Linked DNA regions of Rattus norvegicus: region 1 is linked to region 2. Evidence: chromatin contacts called from public Hi-C data. All regions are on one chromosome and are shown on one strand. Each heading gives the region's core, a stretch centred on a gene start, on an enhancer-like site or on the middle of the called end of the contact. The rest is flanking DNA. Distances are from core to core; before and after follow the strand shown.

What was found. Hi-C and Micro-C count contacts between places; a contact is called where the count stands out from the background.
Region 1: a contact with region 2 is called in a Hi-C map of kidney, with 2.0 times the contacts expected there. The contact joins the promoter of Pnpla6 here to the promoter of Pex11g in region 2. A contact is called at or near these places in 1 of 12 Hi-C or Micro-C datasets (kidney) and 1 of 1 datasets of contacts at active chromatin or transcription factors (oligodendrocytes).

Annotation. Positions count from the first base shown.
Region 1 is chr12:6,370,870-6,375,264 of GRCr8, reverse strand. It overlaps Pnpla6 (patatin-like phospholipase domain containing 6), which reads right to left and starts at 2,954. Exons shown (of 35, transcript NM_001427128.1): 1 at 2,809-2,954; 2 at 1,817-1,873; 3 at 1,638-1,706; 4 at 1,221-1,308; 5 at 987-1,069; 6 at 745-842. The coding sequence starts at 1,837. It overlaps Mcoln1 (mucolipin TRP cation channel 1), which reads right to left. Exons shown (of 14, transcript NM_001105903.1): 13 at 3,449-3,579; 14 at 3,114-3,350. The coding sequence ends at 3,314. It overlaps LOC120095868 (a long non-coding RNA gene), which reads left to right and starts at 1,629. Exons shown (of 2, transcript XR_005491754.2): 1 at 1,629-2,330; 2 at 2,717-3,291.
Region 2 is chr12:6,308,797-6,313,400 of GRCr8, reverse strand. It overlaps Pex11g (peroxisomal biogenesis factor 11 gamma), which reads left to right and starts at 3,015. Exons shown (of 5, transcript NM_001105902.1): 1 at 3,015-3,123. The coding sequence starts at 3,064.

The sequences.
Region 1 (4,395 bases), core at 1,705-4,204, 62 kb before region 2:
AAAAAGCCTTGAATTTAACCCTCAGGAACATATAAACCAGGCATAGGGACACATGCCTATAATCCCAATACAAAGGAGTCAATGTCAGTCTTGGCCATACGGAAAGTTCGAGGCCAGCCTGGGTTAAATAAAACCTTGTCTCAAAAAACAAAACAAACCCAAGCAAACAACAACAACAATAATAATAACAACAACAACAACACACACACACACACTACTTGAGGTAGCCCCCACCACCACTACCAATAACAACACACACTGTACTTGAGATAGCCCCACAACACCACCAACACCACACACACACACACACACACACACACACTACTTGACAACTCCAGAGAGATGCTTTCCTGTCTGAACAGAATGATGCCCCTGGAGAAAAGAATTGTGGAACAGCCCCTCCAGCCAGCCAGATCTGAGATAACTGCAACAAGCCACCTTGAATAAACTCCACTATGGCAAGACAGCAGGTGTAGATTTCTAAATCTTCCGCTGTAGATAGTCTCCAGGGACAGGGAAACATTATGAAACAAGCCTTAAGTGACAAGCATGCCCACACCAGAAGTTTCATGTCTGGGATGGCAGAACTCTGATGATAGCCCCTACCAAGAGAGGGCTTTGAGATGTCCCTCTGCTGTGGGACTATTTCCCCAGACAGCCCACATGATTCAAGAACTCTGAAATACAAAAACCACGGTGTGGGTTGACCCGTCTGGCACCCAATACACTCAGTGTCAGCCTTACTTCTTGGCAATGTTAAGCATCTTCAGTTTCTTCTTCATGCGGGGTCGGGAAGTGGTGGAGACTGATGTGTCCACCAGGGAAGAAGTGGATTGTGACACCTGGGAGAATTTAGAATATTGAGTCAATTGGAGAGAGAGGAAGGGCAGATCCAAGGAGACCTTAATAAAGGCAGAGCTGTCCACTAATAAGTGTAAATAGGGAAAGGGCAGGTCCTCTGTGCTCAGCCAGGTCTTGGAACTCACCTTCCGCATAATCTTCCGGCCATAGAAAAGCACTTTGTCCCGCTTCCGGAACCGATACCGGGGACCCTCCGGGGCTGGAGTTTCTAGGGATTGGGGGAGGGGGAGGGAGACGGCGCTTTGATCTCCGCGCAGGCTTCAACAAATTCCCCACCCCAGCCGCTTGGTGTCTCCGGGTACAGCAGCTCCCCCTCCATCCCTATAGTATTCCCCGAGAACGGCCCTTCGAATCCTCACTTTGCACCCGTAGCCTTCGCACCACCAAGAGGATGAGTACGGCGGTGACCAGCACCGCCACTCCGGCCCCGATCATCACGCCCAGCACCTGCGGAACGAACGGCACAGGCTGGGCAACGCATATCCGTCGCCCCAAGCCCTCCTCCAGGGCCTTTCGAATCACCTCTGACCCGGAGGAGGTCGTATTCAGCTCGTGACTCGGTGTCCCCATCTGCAGAATGGGTCAATGCCTGTTTCCTTCCCACCTCCTACGGGGGCGGGGGGAGCGACTAAACCTTCCCAGAGACTAGGTATCCCGTGATGCATGCCGGGAAACGTAGTTTCGTCCTCACACACGGTTCTCGAAGAGAGAATCGCGTGGTGTGCCGCAAGCCCGCCGGGAGTTGTAGTCCGGTGCAAAAATTCCCCAACCCTTACCATTCCGGTTTGCAGTGGGGCCTCCATTGATTGTTTCGGACTAGGGAGCAGGTCTGGTAGCCTGCAGTCCTGGAAATCGAGGAGCAGAAGGGACCAGAAGAAGATGTCAATCAAACCTACCCAGCCCTGACCACAAGCTCTTCCCCTATCTCGTCTCAAAAGCCACGCCCCCTAGATACCTTTGGCAGGAGTGACTCCATCCGCCGGGGTTGGGGTGAGAGCGTCTAGAGGGGGTACTGCTAGACAGAAGGATAGGGGCAAATTGACCACCCAGCCTAGATCAAGGGGTGAGACCGGCCCCAGTTCCTTGATCTACTTCACTTACACATAAGGCCGACCAGACTCCCCAGCGCCTGCACCCAGTGGCCAAAGGGTAGCGGTCCTGCCACCCACAGTTAGCAGCTCGCTGCAGGTGCCCTTAAGCCATGTTCTCTTCTGGCAGTGGCTCCTTCCTTAGCCCGGCCTTCCATAAGTCTGACTACTCTTGATACCCTCAGGCGAGACCCCCTCCTACACCCCGTAAAGACTCTCTGTCCCACTCCAGGAGAAACCAGGACCTGTAAGCCAGGAGGCTGAGGCGACCATTGGACTTCGGGCTCCTGACCCAAGCCTGCCCCATCAAGGAAGCTGGGGCGTAGAGGAGCACTTCTGTGGGATCTATTGAAAAGGGGGCTCTAGGGCAATCGGTGTAAGGTGAGCTCCCAAGTGTTATAGGCTTAAGCTTGGAGATTTCACTCTCACGTAAAGGGAAAGTTACCGGGTCTCGCGGTGAGGAGCATCCTGCGATTAGTGGGATGGTGCAGGAGGTGTAACCAGGGACGCCGGAATTAGGGGGAGGGTTGAAGGAAGGAACGATGCACTGGAAAGTTACTGAGATCTGGAGATACACCTACTACTAAGGAGTCTAGGAGCTTCCAGGAAGAGACCGAGGGAGGTAGGAATGCTACCGGGACTCTTCTGGGACGCTGGAGACCTTTTTGGTGCCTTTAGACTATTCGTGGAAATTTAGAGGGGTTGCAAGGCCCTAAGATGTTACCTGGAAGATTGTTAAGATCGACTACTCCCTTTCCGTACTCCAGGTCGAATCTGGCTAGCGATGCGGAAACACCGGGACCAGGAACTTAGGGATGGGGGTGGGGTAGTATTGGAGCATCAAAAAGTCGGGACCTACCCGGAATCAGGACAAATCGATCAGGGGCAAAGCCGAAGCTTGCTAATGGTCCTCGAAGGAACACCTTTGCTCCATCAATGGAAACTCGGACCACTCAGGAGCTGCAACCAGGTCCACCCAGCGTCGGCCAACACCCCTAGTTTTCTGTCCGCCGCCTCGGACGCGGCACCTTTAAATTATTCTGCTGCAGGGCACGCCCCATCCCCGCCTCCCGCCATGGTTGGAAGGTCGCACTGCGCCAGCCATGCCTAGTGTGGCGGCCTCTTAAAGGAGCTGACAATTTATGAAAGGGCTGCCTCACCAGTTACAAATTAGACCACCGCATTTATGTTCCCTTTTATTTAACAGCCACCCTCCATGCCCTCCCTTCCCCAGTGTCCGATTCGATCTGCCCAAGCCCTCACAAGGCCTGTCAGAAGCAGATCTTTTAAAGCGAATTCTAAAAATAAATAAGCTGGGGTCCCAGCAGTACATGGGGATAAAGTCTAGTGGCAATCATCTTGGATCAGTTCACCAGCAGTGAATGGTCCTCCGGAGAGTTCCTGGAAGAGAGAAATGGAAAGAAGGGGCATCGGGTCTCTCTGGCACGCACTTCTTCCCCTGCCCCTGTTAATACGCAACCCAGACCTGGGGTTCCAACCTTCCACAGCAGCACAGAAGGCTACAAGTGGAGCCACTTCCACGACGGAACTTGCCAGACGTGGGGCTATCCTGGCACTGCTCAATGTAGGCCTGGAGCTCACTCTTCTCTGTGCCAGTGCCTCCTGGGTGCTGGAAAGAGATGGTTCCCGGGACCCAGCATGAATGCCCGGACCTCGAAAGCGTTTGGTCCAGTCGACTGGATGTCCTGCTGTTTCTCCAATGTGACCACTCTGGGTCTCACTTCTGGACCTTTGCTTTGTGGCTTGCTTCACTGTAGAAATCTTCCCTATGCCTGGATGTGGGTGGCCACAGGTCTCGCTCGGGCTTAGTTTAGTGCCCTCTGCTGCAGGCCAGAGGCCTAGACTGGATTTAGCAATCCAACTTCTCGGCTGGAGCAATGTGACACCGGTTAATGGGCATAAGGGCTGAACTACATCCAAAGGTACTGAATGTGTGTGATATTTAGGTGTTCCGGCAAGACTGAGTGTGGCTGCTTGGGGCCTGGGTGACAGTAAGGTACCTGCAGTTCGGCTACAGATCCATCCACATGGGGAAGAGTGCACACATCTGCTACCAGTGACTTAGAATGAGGAGAGTCCCAGTAAAATCCTCCCCCTCCCCCCATAACTTCCTGGCACTGCCACTATTTCTCCAAGCCCTTTCTGCCTACCAGTCTTTGGATGTTCCCTTCTACAAGTTCTTCCTTGGGCTCCCGTCTCTCCAATCTAGAATTCTCAGGAGATGAAGGTGATGTTCGAAGCAGCCACCTAGCCACACTGACTTTTGGACAGTTATGGATATTAGCTCTGTGTGTGTGTGTGTGTGTGTGTGTGTGTGTGTGTGTGTGTGTGTGTTCACGTGCATGCACAAGTGCACATGCATGTACGTGTGTGTGGTGTCAAGCTCCCATGTCTTAGAGGGAACTAAGACAAAACAGCTTCCCTG
Region 2 (4,604 bases), core at 1,766-4,265:
ACCCTTCTCCTCCTGGCTGCCTTCAGATCAAGATGTAGAACTCTCAGCTCCTCCAGCACCGTGTCTGCCTGCACGCTGCCATGCTTCTCACTATGATGATAATGGACTAAACCTCTGAAACTGTAAGCCAGCTCCGATGAAATGGTTTTTCTTATAAGAGTTGCCTTGGTCATGTCCTTTCACAGCAATGAAACCCTAGCTAAGACAGATTGAAACCATGGATTTGAATACCTGCATACTCCTGAATGATCATAACATCTGTATTCCTAAGAGTCAAAAGATGGTCAGAGCCTAGATGTCCAGCAACAGGTTACTGGATAAACACATTGTGGTCTATCAAGTGTGTGTGTGTGTGTGTGTGTGTGTGTGTGAGTGTGTGGTGTGTGTGAGTATGAGTGTGTGTGGTGTGTACGAGTATGAGTGTGTGTGTGAGCGTGTGTGTGAGTGTATGTGAGTGTGAGTGTGTGTGTGAGCGTGTGTGTGTATGTGAGTGTGTGTATGTTGATACACATACACACTGTATTAGCTTTCCATTATTGTAACAATAATACAATTAAATTATCAGAGGGAAAGAATTAGTTTGGTCTTGGGAGGCTTCAGTGTATAATCTCTTAGCTTTATAGCTTGGGTTTGTGGGATTCAGTGCATCATGGCCAGAGTTTTCCATGATTTCCAGGAAGCAAAGGGAGACAGAAACATTGGATACCAATATTTCTTTCCAGGGCACATTCCCAATGATCTAATCTTCCTTCACTTCCTTCACCTTATTTTAAAAAATTATTTATTTATTACATATAAGTACACTGTAGCTATCTTCAGACACACCAGAAGAGAGCATCAGGTCCCATTACAGATGGTTGTGAGTCACTATGTGGTTGCTGGGAATTGAACTCAGGACCTCTGGAAGAGCAGTCAGTGCTCCTAACCACTGAGCCACCTCTCCAGCCTGATTCCTTCACCTTTTAAAGCAGCAGTTCTCAGCCTGTAGGCAGCGACTCCCAGGGATCGCATATCAGATATCCTGCATATCAGATATTTACATTATAATTTATAACAGTAGCAAAATGACACTTATGAAGTAGCAAAGAAATAATGTTATGGTTGGAGTTACCACAACATGAGGAACTGTACTAAAGGGTTGCAGTATCAGAAGGGCTGAGAAACCACTCTTACAGAAACAAACAAGGGCTGAAGAGATGGCCAAGGAGTTTTAAGCTCATATGTCTCCTCCAGAGGACCAAATTCGTTTTCAGTCCTACGTCCTCAGGCAGCTCATAGCTAGCTCCAGGGGGTTCAATGCTTCTGCCTCTGAGGCCCCCATACACACAGTCTTGAGAGCCTATGCTCACATGAGCACACCTCACGTGCACACGTATACACACACTCACACACACGCACACACAGAGCTGATGGCGAGAGGACACTGTCCGAATAGGTAGGCTGCCTACCAGTCAAACAGGAAGCTCTAGGCTTTCACAGTCGTCCTCCAGCCTGGGGCAGCTTTTCAGAGCTTTTTGCATCACCCCTGCTCCTGTTAGAAACCTCAATAAACTCACTGCTTCACCACGTTAGACCAGAGTGAAATCATTCCTTTGCTGGAGTCTCCATCTTTCCTTTTCTAACTGAGCTAGATTCCCAACCTCCTACCCAGTAAGCTTTACTACCTGACCTTTATCTAGGCTTTAACCGCCTACGCATAACTCACCACCCTGAGAGACTTTTCTTTGTCACTTCATTCTGCTCCTGTGTGTGTATGTGGCGGGGGCGGGGCTGTGACTGCTGTTCAGTAGGTAGGACATTAGCCTAGCACGCAGAAAGCTTTGGGTTCCATCCCAGCACGGCACAAACCGGACTTGGTGACACACACCTGTCACGCCAGCACTTTTGAGGTGGAGGCAGGAGGATAAGGAGTCCAAGGCCAGTCTTGGCTACAAATTAATTCACTTGGGGTCCAGCTTGGACTACATAAAATCCTGTTTCAAAACAAATCCTCAAAATACTTGTGTTTTTCCCCCTCTAAACAAAACGAAACAAAACAGGCTGGTTAAAGTGAATCCTCTGGTGCGGTGTCCTGATAGATGTGGATCGAGCACCTTTAAGTGATTGACTTTTGTCCTTCCTGGAAGGAAGAGTGGAAGAGAACTTTGGATATTTTGTAGTTGCTTTTACACACACGCACACGCACATGCGCAGGCGTGCAAGCGCGGGCTGTAACCATGGTCAGAGGACAGCTTGCCCACAGTCAGTTCTTACCTTCGACCATGCCAGTCCCAAGGGTGGAACTGGTGTCTCCAGGCCTGACCTACATGTGCCTCTACCCATTGTGCCATCCTGCTGGCCCCGTGCTCCCTATGTAGATCTGGCTGGCCTCGAACTCACTGAGAACCTCTGCCGCCCCCTGTCCCCTGAATGCTTGAATTAAAGGTACTCGTCCGGTTCAATTTTTCTTCTAAAGTGCCAGTAGCCTGGTGACATCTATGATGTCTTGGGGCCTTGTGCCACATGCCTGTCATCCAACACTTGGGAGACTGAATAAGGAGTGTAAGGCCAGTTTGAGTACTTGGTGAGCTCAAGGACAGCTTGAGTTAAAAAAAAAAAAAAAAAGGCAACAATAAAAAAAAATCTAATCACTCCTCAAAGAAGATGAAAATCAAGATGCCTTATGAGAGGACACCAGTCGCAGAGGCTCAGACCGACAAGCTGATACAGCAGGTACTTGAAGCCTACAAGTGAAGGAGAAATCCCTTTGTGTGGGTCTGACAAGAGCTTTGACTTGCATTTTTTCCCCCTGCGGACAATGAATTAATTTTTGAAACATTTTGCTTGTGGAATTGCCTAAGCAGCCGTGGAGCGAATTGCAACGGGCTTTAAAGGTCATTCTGGGTGCCCATGGGCAGGGAGTACATACGTGGCAGCAATACATTTTGCAAACTGGGTTCGGGTTAGCTCGCCTACAAGGTACCAGGACTGGGACAAAGGGCGGGCAGTTGCGCCTGCGCCGACCTTCGGACCTTTCGGAAAGGAGTTTGGCCCCGCCCCGGGTGACGTCACGATCGAGTTGCCATGGCTCTGCTGAACGGTCTGGCTTCCGCGCTGGAGTCCTACAGGGGCCGGGACCGCCTGGTGAGAGGAAGCGTGGGGCCGTGGCGGGACCGGAGTGACCTGGAGTTTGGTCAGGACTCAGAGATGAGGAAAACAGGCCAGAGAGGGGGTCCTAAAGGGACCGATATCGGCAGGCTGGTGTCTTACATGAGAACCTCCTACCTCAGCCTCCCGAATTGCTGGCCTTACAAGTGTGTGCTGGCCTTACAGGTGTGTGCCATCGTCACACACAGCTTGCGACTAGTAATTTCTGACCAGCAAATGAAATAGTGAAAGATCTGGGATTGTAGCCCACTGCTTTCCTAGCATAGATGAAACTTTAAGGTTCGTCCTCAGCACCGCATAAACCAGGTATGTTGGTACAGGCCTGTGATCTCGGCACTCTTAATGGAAAGAACAGTAGTTCAAGGCCAGCCTGGGCTACGTGATACCTTGTCTCAAAAAAAAAAAAAAAAAAAAAAAAAAAAAGAAAGAAAGAAAGAAAGAGAGAAAAAGAAACAAAGATACAAGGGTAGTGAGCCTGCTGAATTTCCCCATTGTAAGTCTGTTGTAAGTCTCTTATTGAATGGCCTCCTCTCTAAAGCCTTTCAGGCAAATTGCTGTTTTGCCTCCAAGACTGCTCTTTCAGTCCTGCTGAAGGCATGGCTAGGGTGGGAAGAGCCTTGTGCCCCTGTCTATGGGCAAAGGAGTGCCTAGGAGGTGGTAGTTTTGTTTCCATTGAACCTGTCATTTCAACCACTGGTGACTGAGCTGACACTCCAATGGGACTCTCCATGACAACTCTTTTCCCCACTTTCCCTTCCCCCTCTGTCTTCTGTCTTTGTTGAAACAGGGCCTTGTTATGTAGTTCAGTTCTATAGTTCAGGTTACCTATACCTTACCTTGTTGCTCCGGCTGACCTTGAACTTTCTTGTCCTTCTGCCTCAGCTCCTCGAGTACTGGCTATGATGACAGGTGTGCCTCACCACCTGGCTATGTGGCCCCTTTTGAATTCTGATGAATTAAGCTCTCATCTTAACCTCTGAGCCTGGGATGTTGGCTCAGTTGGTAGAGTGCTTATGTAGCATGCAGGAGGACTTGGTCTCAGTCCCCCGCACACCGGATGTGTTGCTGTACACCTCTCATTCCAGAGTTTGGGAGGTGGAAGCAGGAGGATTAGGAATTCTAATCATGACCAATGTCTGGCTAGCCTGGGCTATGTGAGACCTCATCTCAAATTAACAACCACAATAAAGTTACATCTTTAAAGAAAAGGAAGGGGGGGGGGTCTGGAGAGATTGCTCAGTGGTTAGAGCACTGATTGCTCTTCTAGAGGTCCTGAGTTCAAATCCCAGCAACCACATGATGGCTCACAACCATCTGTAATGGGATCCGATGCCGATGCCCTCTTCTGGTGTGTCTGAAGACAGCGTCAGTGTACATATAATAAATAAATTGAGACAGAGAGAGAGAGAGAGAGAGAGAGAGAGAGAGAGAGAGAGAGAGAGAGAGGGTTTCTGTTT